Linked DNA regions of Mus musculus: regions 2 and 3 are each linked to region 1. Evidence: chromatin contacts called from public HiChIP or PLAC-seq and promoter capture Hi-C data. All regions are on one chromosome and are shown on one strand. Each heading gives the region's core, a stretch centred on a gene start, on an enhancer-like site or on the middle of the called end of the contact. The rest is flanking DNA. Distances are from core to core; before and after follow the strand shown. Region 1 holds the start of Prorp (protein only RNase P catalytic subunit). Region 2 overlaps Ralgapa1 (Ral GTPase activating protein, alpha subunit 1). Region 3 overlaps Baz1a (bromodomain adjacent to zinc finger domain 1A).

Region 1 (3,598 bases), core at 511-3,010:
TGCTACCCAAGCCAGGAGAGACTTGGCCACATCTACTGAACAACAGTTGCGTGCCATCTGTGAAATGATGAAGTCTTCAAAACTGGCCTTTCCTTTGAAATCTTCTTTAAGTTTATCCCACTCTGCGGAATTCAAAGGTTTAGTTGGAAGTTGGACAGAGCTTCTCACGGGCAAGGCATGACCTTGATTCTGAGGGTTAGCACCTATGTGGGACCTCTTCTTAGCTGCTCCAGCAGCGAAGTAATGAGGATCAGAAGAAACCTGCCCATTGTTGTCATTCCCTTTCCTGTGTGTCCTAGCTTTGGTATCCAGTAGATTGAGTGCTTTGCTATTTGGAGGGGTAGTAGGTTTAACAGAAAACCATCTTTGTTGGTTCCCGATGGCACAGAGAAAGAAGGGGGTAGAAGAGGTCGCAGGGCCTAGCTCAAAGTAAGGGTTGCTCTTCCAAAGTTTCGGGATGCTCCGAAAACCAGACAAATAGAAGGTCATGCTGCAGTGAGTTGAATGAAACTTAAAAATAAAACAGTTTCACTCCACTACGTAAAATTAAGGTATTGGGGGCCCGAGGATATGGAAGCGCAGTTCTTGAAAGTGAGACTTTTTTTGTTTCTCCGTTACAAACAAATCAAGACTATGTGTTTGGAGCGATGTAATGGTAAGGAAAGCACACGTGTTCTATTTATTAAATAAGGATCCAAAGACGTCCAACACCAGTAGCAATCCCTAAACCAGAAGGCGGAACGGGAATCCTGAAGTGCCTGTTACCTTCCAATTTTCGAATCTGAGGAAAAAGCACATGGACTCCCAGTTTGACTCGTGTGGATTATGATGGTCCCGAAGAGGGGCGGGATACCAAAGGAGCTAGAACAGGGAAATAAATAACAACGAACAGGAACCACCAATCGCAGCCCCAGCAGTAGCAAGAAAAGCCAGTCTAGGGTCCCTTGCTCTTCACAACTCTCTCCGGGCCGCAAAACTCTTCGGAGAAGAGGGGCCATGGAAATGCAGCATAAACATCATAGGGAAGGAAGTGAGGTCCAGAAAGAGCTCAGACTTAACTGTACGGAGGGTCGACAAACGAAGTTCACTTCATTAAACAACTCACCACGCCACTCATGCTTAAAGGAACCATAAACGCGGTGAAAACTACAATACCCACAACGCACCGCGCTGAACGTGGTGCTGGGGCCTGGAGCGCTTGAATTCCAGGGTTCTGTTGAGTACTGAGAAGATAAACAAACCAGGATAATTTTGAAACTTTTAGTATCCGAGAGGGCTGGATACCGCTGCGTCTATTACATCGTAGGAACGGTTAAGGTTTCCAGAGAAAGAACAAAATGTGACGAAAATGCTTTTCTCAATTCGGAAATGGCAATGGAGTCCCGTAACCTGTGGCGCGCACGCGCTAAATGCCCAAGCGAAGAAGTCACGCAGGCTTCTTCTGGCCTTTAGAAATCCGGCTTGGTGAGCTGCGACACCTCCGTAAGAAGGATAATTTTTTCATCTACTTCATGTCTGATTTTCGTCCATGCTAGCGTGATCGCCGTATCCGGAATAGCTACAGCATCTTTCCTTTCCTTTTTTCTTTTTTTCCTTTGTAGCCAAGGCTTCCGCCCGTGCCCAAGATGGCGTCCAGGCGTCCTAATTAACTTCCACCTGTCTTGGCGAAGTCTGACGTCGCGGCTGGCAGTGGGTGGAGCTCTTAACAAACTGCAAATGTAGGGTCCTCTGAGCGGGAGTCAACCATGGACTGGAAAGACGTGCTTCGCCGGCGGTTAGCGTCGCCCAACACGGATCCAAAGAGTGAGTTTGAGAGGGACCGCCCTCTAGATAGCCCGCCCCAGGCTAGAAGTGGCGGACAGGGTGGATAGGGTGGAGGAGCTAGTGAGAGCTGTACTTTTGTCTGTTAAACTTCTCTGACAAAGGAGTCAGAGTGGAATGTGCTTTGGAGATCTACCAAGGGGTGACCCAAACTTCCCTGGTAAATGCCCTGCTAGGAATGAGAGCATAACGGTGACCTCAGTTTTCCACGATCTTAGACTTACGAACCAGACTTACGAACCTTGGTTCAAACCTTCAATCTTTTCAAGACCTATAATTCATCCTTATAGGTTTTTTTCCTTCCCTAGAAATAGCGTTTTATCATCTAGCCGAGGCTAGACTTGACTTATTGACCCTTTTTGTTCCTGCCTCCCGAGTCCCTGCCACCTTTTAACTCTCTTTCACTTAACCCTCCATTTTAAATTTCATGAATCCGTTTTACATTGCTCGTTCCTTGGTCCTTCACACTTGCTTTCCAGTCTGGTAAAATCCTTCCAGCTCCACACCAGCACCCAGGCAGCTGCGATTGGCTAAAGAAAAACAGAACCTGGTTGTAGGCATGGCTCAGCCATTAAAGGCTAGACTCAAACAAAGAAGAACACCCAAACCATGGTGAGTTCTAAGGTGAAGTGTCTGTTTTGGTGGCATCTGCAAGAAGAGCGTTTGCTTTTCTACACTTAATTCCGCTCATCTTCCCAAACCTCCAGTCTGCCCTCCACTGTTCACCTTAAATCGATGAGCATATTTTTCAAATATATATATCTTAAAGAGGAAGTAGAGGCAGTTTATAAAGGAGAGCCTCAACTGTTTCCAGTTACCATTTCACTCAGGTCTTAGGTATATATCCTTACAACCAACCTTCACCTTTAGAATGTATTGTCACCAGGTAGTGGTGGCACGTGGCTTTAACCCCAGCTCTTGAGAGGCAGAGGCAGGTGGATCTCTGAGTTGGAGACCAGTGTGGTCTACAGGGAGTTTCAGAACAGCCAGGGCTACACAGAGAAACCCTGTCTCTATTAAGAACTGTGTATTGGACTTGAGTCCCTGAAGTCCCTCACTGGATTGCATTCCTTTTCATATACTCGATGGCTTCTCTTCTGTGTTCTCCTCTCTCTTACATTGTTTACTTTGCCTTTTCTCCTCCATCATTTCCATTGCCACTAACAAACATGTAACAGCCTGCATGTATGCGCGTGTACCATTTTTGAGTGTTGCCTGTCGAATGTAAATGAGGTCAGGGCTTACCTAGGGTTGAGGGGAAGCCTTTATTGTAGATATGAGGGAGAGTTCAGACTAGAAAGGTCCAGACTGAATCTGACCAGCAGTATAGACGGGCATAGAGGGGAGCGGTGGGGAGAGCATGGAAGGGGGTGGGGGTGGACCAAGAGAGCACATGGGAACCAAGAGCTGAGTCAAGGGAGTGAGTAGCCAACATGCCTGAGTTCTGTAGGGTCAGAAGCTGAAGGAAGGGAAGCTGAGCCCACTGGAGAGTGGTTTAGGGTAGGAGCTGGGGTGAGAAGAGCTGGGAGAAGCTATAGGTATTAGGTAATGCTGGGCTCCTGCTTCTGCCCTGATATGTTAGTAGGCACCTCAGCTCTTTGTCCCAGGTTTCTTTGAGACCTGACACCTGCAAAGGCCAGAGAAGGTATTGGAGCTCCTGGAGCAGGAGTTACACGTGGTTATGAGCTGCCATGTGGGTGCTGGGAAGCAAACTGGAGCCTCCTACATAAATAAGAGAAGCAAGTGCTCTTAACCTACTGAGTCAACTCTCCGGTCC
Region 2 (3,598 bases), core at 412-2,911, 360 kb before region 1:
AACTAAGGCAGTCCTCTGCTACATATGCAGCTGGTGCCATAGGTCCCTCTATGTGTACTCTTTGGTTGGTGGTTTAGTCCTTGGGAGCTCTGAGGGTGTCTGATTAGTTGATATTGTTCTTCCTATGGGGTTGCAAACCCCTTCAGCTCCTTCAGTCCTTCCCCTAATTCTTCCATTGGGGTCCCTCTGCTCAATCTGATGGTCGACTATGAGCATCTGCATCTGTATTAGTCAGGCCCTGGCAGAGCCTCTCAGGGGACAGCTATACCAGGCTCCTGTCAGCAGGTGCTTCTTGGCATCAGCAATAGTGTCTGGGTTTGGTGTCTGCAGATGGGTTGGATCCCTAGGTGGGGCATTCTCTAGAAAGCCTTTCCTTGGGTTTCTGCTCCACTCTTTGTCCCTGCATTTCCTTTAGACAGGAATAATTCAAGTATTGGGGGGGGGGGGTGTACACGATCGGGTGTGGGAGAAGACGGGGGGAGGTGCACAGAGGGTCAGGAAATTGAACAGAGTTGTATAGCAGTAGGGAATGGAGAACTGGGGTTAGCCACCAGAAAGTCCCAGATGCCAGGGAAGCAAGAGGTTCCCAGGACACAACAAAGAGGACATTAGCCAAAATATCCAACAGAGGGGAGATAGAATCTGTAGAGACCATATCCAGTGGTCCCTACATTGAGGGATGGGGCCACCCACCTGTTGCGGTAAAACTCCATCCCAAATATGCCCCAACAATGAAAACACAACACAGTTAATATGAATACATGCTGTGTGCCTAGATTGGGCAGATCTACCGCTACACTACCATCTTCCACATCTATGAGACCCCTTAGAACTTGAGGTTTCTCCAGGCCATGTGCTTCTGTTCCGCTCCTCCTCCTCCTCCTCCTTCTCCTCCTCCCCTTCCCCTTTTCCCTTTTCCCTTTTCCCTTCCCCTTCCTCCTCTTCCTCCTCCTCCTCTTCTTCTTCCTCTTCCTCTTCCTCTTCCTCCTCTTCCTCCTCCTCCTCTTCTTCCTCCTCTCCCTCCTCTCTTCACCTTCACTCCACCTTCCCTTTTATCTGCCCAATCATCAGCTCTCCTTTATTTTACAAATTAAGGTGGAAAGCAGGTTTACTGGAAATCACCTGAGTACTGAGTCATTCCTTGTTTGCATCCACTCACAAGAGAACTGAATTAACGTCAAATATAATTAGCCCCAGGGCTATCCACAATACCCACCGATCTCAAAAATTTTAATCCTAGGAAATTCTTAGCAGTCTATTTTTTTTTTCTGGTTCTTGTTAACTTCTGGCTGCTTTGCTGTTCACATGTGTCTGTCATAGAGCTGCCAGCTTCTCCTTCGTGCTTTACTCCAAATTCCTGTTCAGAACTAAGCTAAGTTCATTGTCCTTGAAACCTGCCTTTTACCCTGGACATCACTTGTGTACCGCTATACCTAAGCTAGGGTTAGGCCTAGCTTTACCTAGAATGATAATCATACTTTGCAGTTGCAGAAGAGTTGGAAATCCCTGGTCTTCCTAACTTACTACTCCTAGCAGAACTTGCACTCGTCCCGCTTCAAGCTTTAGGTGGCGATATTCATCTAGAGCTTCTGTGCTAAAGATGGGGAGCTTAGACACAGAAGGTCTAGCCCAGCGCCTCTGTAACATGAAGTTATGCAACAGTAGTAACTCCCACCAGTAACCTTTACTCCAGACTGAAAGCTTGGGAGAAAGGAACCTCTCTGCTCAGCCTGAGGAGAATGCAAAACACAGGAGCCATAGAACGGAGCTGTGAGCTGGAGTGTAGGGGAAAGCAGCCAACAACAGTGACTGCTTTTACCAAAATTTAGTAGATTCTCGTGAATGAAGATTTTCTGTTTCTATATGCCTTTAGGACATAGCACTTTTAAAGTGCTAGGTTTTTTTTTTTAAAAAAATGTTTTCACCAGTTAAATTGGGTTTTACTTTACTTTTTTAAGGCCATCCAGATTTATACTCTATAATTCTGGAAATCCTCCTTTTTCAGCAAGCGATAGAAACTTGCTGAAGCTTCTTTGTTGCTGACATGGAAACCTACAGTCATGACTTAACTTCAAAATACTTTAAAAATCTGGCTATCAGACTCCAGCTTGAAATCCTATAGTTTATATCTGTTTGTTGTTGGCTATGAACCTTGTTGTTGTTGTTGTTGTTCTTCTTCTTCTTCTTCTTCTTCTTCTTCTTCTTCTTCCTCTTCTTCCTCTTCTTCTTCTAATTCTGTTGCTGCTGTTGTTGCTGCTACTTCAATAATTTGACGACGACAACAACAAAACCAAAATACATCTGGTCCAATTCTGAAATCAGGAAATATGTATGAATCCATCTTTTTTGGTTTTTTGGTCCTAAAGTTTGCCTATATTCACCAAAGACAAATGGACTAGTTAGCTTGGGTTGCCAGACTTCTTATAAGTTTGCAATTATAAACACTTTTTAATTTAGAAAAAACTAAAAGTTAATTGTCCAAGAATTTGGGAACTAATCCATGCAGTTTTGTGTGTTTCTTCTGTTGTTAGATGCAGTTTGGGGAAATACACTCTTTACTGATGGTTACTTAGTTCTAAAACAGTTGCTTTAACCCTGAGAGTCAGCCACACTGCACAGTGGTAACTCCTTAGTGATTTGTCCTTCTCGTTTTATCTATCCCGCCCACACACAGACCTTTACCTAATTCAGTATTGCTTTAGGTGCTCTTTAATTCTCCCATCAGCAGTAGCCGTGCAATTTTGTCACTTTTAGGACTTTTTTATTTCTATTGCAATTATGTGTCTCCTTTTGTAGGTTGTAGCATCTGAGTCTTTTTCATATTCTTACTCCTATAGACTCTGTACATAAAATTTAATGAGCAAACAAAAATGAATGGTATAATTTTTTTTGTTTTGTAGCCGAGAGACACACAAGATTGCAGTATTTTACGTTGCTGAAGGACAAGAAGATAAATACTCCATTCTCACCAATATAGGAGGAAGCCAAGCATATGAAGATTTTGTAGCTGGCCTTGGTTGGGAGGTATTGTTATACCAGCCATTGTTTTATATTTAGCCCTTGATCACAATATCAATCTGCAAATATCAGAAACCAATCAATCCCTCATATAAAATATTGGAATACTTATATAAAACAATGTATATCCTACTGTATAATTTAAAGTAATTTAAAGTTACTTATGCCTAGTAGTCTAAATACTATATATTGCACTGCTGAGCTATACTGTTTAAGAACCAGTAACAAGAAGGACTGGGAAGATGGATCGGTTAGTTCATTGCTTACCCAGTGAGCCTGAAGACCTGAGTTTGGATCCAAAACACCCATGTAAAAGCCAGGCACAGTGGCAGAAATTCCCCAGCACTGGGGGAGTAGAAACAAACAAATTCTGAGTGCTTACTAACTATCCCACTTGCCAACTCCACAAACTCCAGATTCAACAAGTGACTTTGATTTTGATGAGTATATATTTAATGTAGCATAGTTGAAATAATATCCTTGGTAGCCATTTAAAGTTACAATGATTTTTTTTCTTAGAGTTGACAGTTATTGCACAGAATTTGTACTGAGGGTATCTGGTAAAGTTGTTGAAGACCAT
Region 3 (3,598 bases), core at 296-2,795, 350 kb after region 1:
ATAACATAACTATACAGATAATAAATATAAATCTTTGTTTTCTTGAGATAGGAGGATCCTTCTATGTTAGCCCAAGATACCTCAAACTTACTATAACTCAGTCTGGGTGTAGACTTGCCATCCTCCTGCCTCTGCCTCCTGAGTACTGGAGTTATACATATGCTCTACCACGCCTGACTTATTTCAAGATTTTACATTCATTGAATTCCTTTTGTATAATATACTCTGATGTCATGATAACTGGATTGTTAGTTAAGATGATGTGGTCTTTTGTCTGTGTGTGGGGGAGATTGTATGTAAAATCAGAGGACACCTTGCCGGATTAGTTCTTTCCTTCTATGTGGGCCACAGGGCTGAAGTCAGGCTTGATGATAGCAAACACCTTTACCTGCTCAGCCATCTCAGCAAAGATATTTTGAAAGAACTGATCCTAATCATTTTGTTATTTGTAGTTCTGTGCATGAAAGTGTAATATGTAAGCTGAGGTGGACATTAAATATAATATGTATGTGTGAGTATTATTGTAAATAGCTGTCTATGCTGAAACAGTACTCATTTATGGGTTCTCATTGCAGAAGAGTTGTAGTGAACATAACTTGATAATTTCTTAAAAAGAAACTTTATATTGAAAATACAGTAGATTTTTTTTGGTTACTTCTAGACTATTGAAATTTTAGTTTTTCCCCTTTATCAAATATAAATACATTGCTTTTTAGTAAAAATTATATTGTGTATATATAGATAGATAGATATAGATATATATACACATGCATATGAGAGAGAAACAATTTTGTTGTTAGTAAATGGAATGAATTGTCCCAGTATCCATGGAAAATTTCCAGGAACTTACTACCACCCTTTTCCTCAAATAAAGAAGTTGTAGGTGCTCAGTAGAGCTCCTTAGGAAGTGCACAGTATTTGCATAGACACGTGTACTTAACTCGTCCATAGACGACTTGTAATTTCAGATAAACTGTACGTGCTCTGTAACTAGCATTAGACTGTACTGTTTAGAGAATAGTGGCAGAGAAAAATGTTCTGTATCCTTAGTACAGATGAACATACCCCCCCACCCCAAATACTTGTTTTTTTGAGTCATGGTCTCACTATGCCTGGAGCTCCTTATGTTCGATCAGGCTGGCCTTGAACTCATACAACTCCATTGGCCCCAGCCTCAAAGGGCTGGGAGTACAGACATGCACCACCACGCCTGGAATCTTCTGGTATAGAGGGCTGACTAACTGGGCCAGTGATTTAACACCGAGAAGTACGTTTGGTGTTAAGATGTCACTGTACAAATAGAAACAGACCTGCCCTTGTCAGTTCTTTGCTGGTGGGGGATCAGCAGCTACGATTGAGATACTTAAGTTCAGGGAAATTTCTCCTCTGTGTAGACCTAGACATGGAGTAGCAAGAGAGGAAAGTAACACAGAGGGAAGTCAGCTGAATAGTCTTCCTATTTGGTGGGTAAGTTGTAATAGGAACTGTTTCTGTTGCTCTCTGGCTGGTCGTCATGCTTCCTTAGAAAGAATGCAGTCAGGATTTTATCCCAAAGGAAGCTTTAATGAAAAGGCTCCAGCAAAGCTCCATTAGTTGTATTGTCACCACCTCTGGCTGAATGCATCTCCTTTCTCCTCTGATACTGACTGCTTCTTGTGCTAAGCGTGCACACTTTTACCTCAGGTTCTTCAGTGTTTCTTCTTCCTCTGAAGGTGTTCTAAGATTTGCTCATGGGTTGTTCCTCATTCCCCCACCATTACCACCACACACACCTCTTTAAATACTAACTTCCTAGAAGGCCTAGCTAGTCAGTTATCAAGTATCACTGCTCATATAAGGTAGTGGGGTTTTTGTTGTTAGGGTTTTGGGTGGGTTTTTGTTCGTTTGTTTGTTTTGCTTGCTTGCATTGCCCATCATTTCAATTCTAGAGGTTGCTGACCTTTGTCATTACAAATAGTATCTAGTGTACTGTAGGCTTTCCACTGCTGAGTGAAGGTGGTGAGTGAATAGATACACCCCAAAGGTGAGTGAGAAGGTAGTTAGAATGGAGATTAACTGTGTGGTTTCTTTGCCTTTTTTGTGTGTGCTTGAACTAGACAGATATCCTGCCACTGACCCATACTTCCTTTTTTAAAGTATATATTGACTATAATTTTTACTTTTTATAGCCTTGAACTTATGTCTCAGTTTCCTGAATACAGGCCCCAAACACCAGGCCTGGTTTGGCACTATGAAGAAAATTTAAAAGCAATTACAATAACTTTCTATTTCCATTTTCTTTTTCAGATTCCCAGGCTAGCTTGCAACTCCTGTGTCCCTTAGGCTAACTTTTGGCCTTCTGACCCTCACACCTGCTTCCCTAGCACTGGGACTGCAGGCAGTGTGCCTCTGGGCCCACTTTCCCTTTATCTTCCTTTGACATTTTTTTTTCCAAACTTTTCTGACAAAAGAGCTGGGGATAGCTCAATTGGTAGAATACTTACCTAGCATGCATAAAGATGTGTTCAATTCCCCAACCAGCTGGAATAGGTGGCACATGCCTATAATACTGCATTGGAAGGGGAAGGCAGGGGGGTCCAGGGTTAAGATACCCTCAGCTATGTAGTAAGTTCTATATCATCCTTCACTATGTAATGAGCTCAAAGCCAGCCCAGATTATCTGAGACCCTGTCTCAAATTCTAACCTAAATGGTACTAAGTACTAATTTATTTCCAGCTAATTTATTAATTAATTCCAATTTTACCAGAGGAAATTTTATTGAATGGATAATTAAAATGCCTACCTTAGATTAAGTTATGCCTTACAGTGCTTTGTCTAGTACAATGTGGAAAGGCTATGTAACTTACAAAAAAACCCTTAAGTTAAAATAAAACCACATAAGCTTGTATTATATCTGGCATAGTAGAGCATACCTTCGAGGCAGGCTGCTCTTTCTGAGTTCAAGGCCAGCTAGAACTACATATGAGAGACCCTGTTTCAAAAGAAAAAGAAAAAAGGAAAGATTCTATTACAACAATGCGCAAAGAAATGAAACTTTAAGGACCTCATGTTTCCAAAGGACTAACTGATTTGGGTCTGTTCCCCTCTTCTTTTTAGGAAGAAGAAAGATGCAATCGATCCCTTATTATTCAGATACAGGGTTCAGCCCACTAAAAAGGAGATGTATGAGTCTGCTGTTGTTAAAGCAACACAAATCAGGTAAAACTCAGTACTTGGCATTAGCCGTAAAATAAGTTTTAATTGTTCTCTCTTCCCTTCTGCCCCACATTTCACTCAGGTAATCTTTTTTTAAAGTGTTGGATTAGGTAGACCCTGAGGCAGAGGTGCCACCTGCTTTTCTTCTGGAGGAGTTGGGAGGCTCAGGGTGCAGTTCTGAAAAGCGTTCCTCTGTGTACTAGACTGGAACTTGATTTGTAGCCCAGCCCTCAAACTCACAAAGATTCCCTGCCTCTGCCTCCTGAGTGGTCGGATTAAATATGTGCACCATCACCTGCAGTTTGAGATCCTATTTTTTTTCAAAACAAAACAAAACAAAACAAAGGGCTTTTAAACATTGACTGTTTGCGTGTGTGCGTGTGTACACACATGCCGTGTAAC

What was found. Promoter capture Hi-C pulls out the DNA fragments that hold promoters and counts their contacts. HiChIP or PLAC-seq counts read pairs in DNA pulled down with a chosen protein or histone mark.
Region 2: a promoter capture Hi-C map of embryonic stem cells shows a contact between it and region 1, with 2.1 times the contacts expected there. The contact joins the enhancer-like site here to the promoter of Prorp in region 1. A contact is called at or near these places in 9 of 39 promoter capture datasets (the 3T3-L1 cell line, the C10 cell line, embryonic stem cells and 4 more), 1 of 15 datasets of contacts at CTCF or cohesin (the NIH/3T3 cell line), 1 of 484 Hi-C or Micro-C datasets (myocytes), 4 of 115 datasets of contacts at active chromatin or transcription factors (astrocytes, embryonic stem cells and trophoblast stem cells) and 4 of 9 other capture datasets (adipose tissue, liver, macrophages and 1 more).
Region 3: an H3K4me3 HiChIP or PLAC-seq map of stem cell-derived neural progenitor cells shows a contact between it and region 1, with 2.8 times the contacts expected there. The contact joins the enhancer-like site here to the promoter of Prorp in region 1. A contact is called at or near these places in 9 of 39 promoter capture datasets (the 3T3-L1 cell line, the C10 cell line, embryonic stem cells and 6 more), 1 of 484 Hi-C or Micro-C datasets (nephron progenitors), 10 of 115 datasets of contacts at active chromatin or transcription factors (the SCID.adh cell line, embryonic stem cells, extraembryonic endoderm stem cells and 4 more) and 3 of 9 other capture datasets (adipose tissue, embryonic stem cells and liver).

Annotation. Positions count from the first base shown.
Region 1 is chr12:55,300,799-55,304,396 of GRCm38.p6, reverse strand. Prorp (protein only RNase P catalytic subunit) reads right to left here and starts at 1,760. Exons shown (of 7, transcript NM_025373.1): 1 at 1-1,760. The coding sequence starts at 489. Ppp2r3c (protein phosphatase 2, regulatory subunit B'', gamma) reads left to right here and starts at 1,397. Exons shown (of 14, transcript NM_021529.4): 1 at 1,397-1,482; 2 at 1,602-1,803. The coding sequence starts at 1,746.
Region 2 is chr12:55,664,979-55,668,576 of GRCm38.p6, reverse strand. It overlaps Ralgapa1 (Ral GTPase activating protein, alpha subunit 1), which reads left to right. Exons shown (of 42, transcript NM_001368814.1): 36 at 2,901-3,024. Among named protein-coding and RNA genes, the nearest start is that of Insm2, 68 kb to the right of the region's middle. Within about 2 kb of position 1,661, at least 13 of the 459 cell types and tissues checked have an H3K27ac peak or open chromatin away from gene starts, as enhancers often do. A contact at or near this core is called in adipose tissue, embryonic stem cells and stem cell-derived epiblast-like cells, where this site is marked.
Region 3 is chr12:54,946,403-54,950,000 of GRCm38.p6, reverse strand. It overlaps Baz1a (bromodomain adjacent to zinc finger domain 1A), which reads left to right. Exons shown (of 27, transcript NM_013815.2): 5 at 3,098-3,199. Among named protein-coding and RNA genes, the nearest start is that of Gm51983, 23 kb to the left of the region's middle. Within about 2 kb of position 1,545, at least 7 of the 459 cell types and tissues checked have an H3K27ac peak or open chromatin away from gene starts, as enhancers often do. A contact at or near this core is called in stem cell-derived neural progenitor cells, where this site is marked.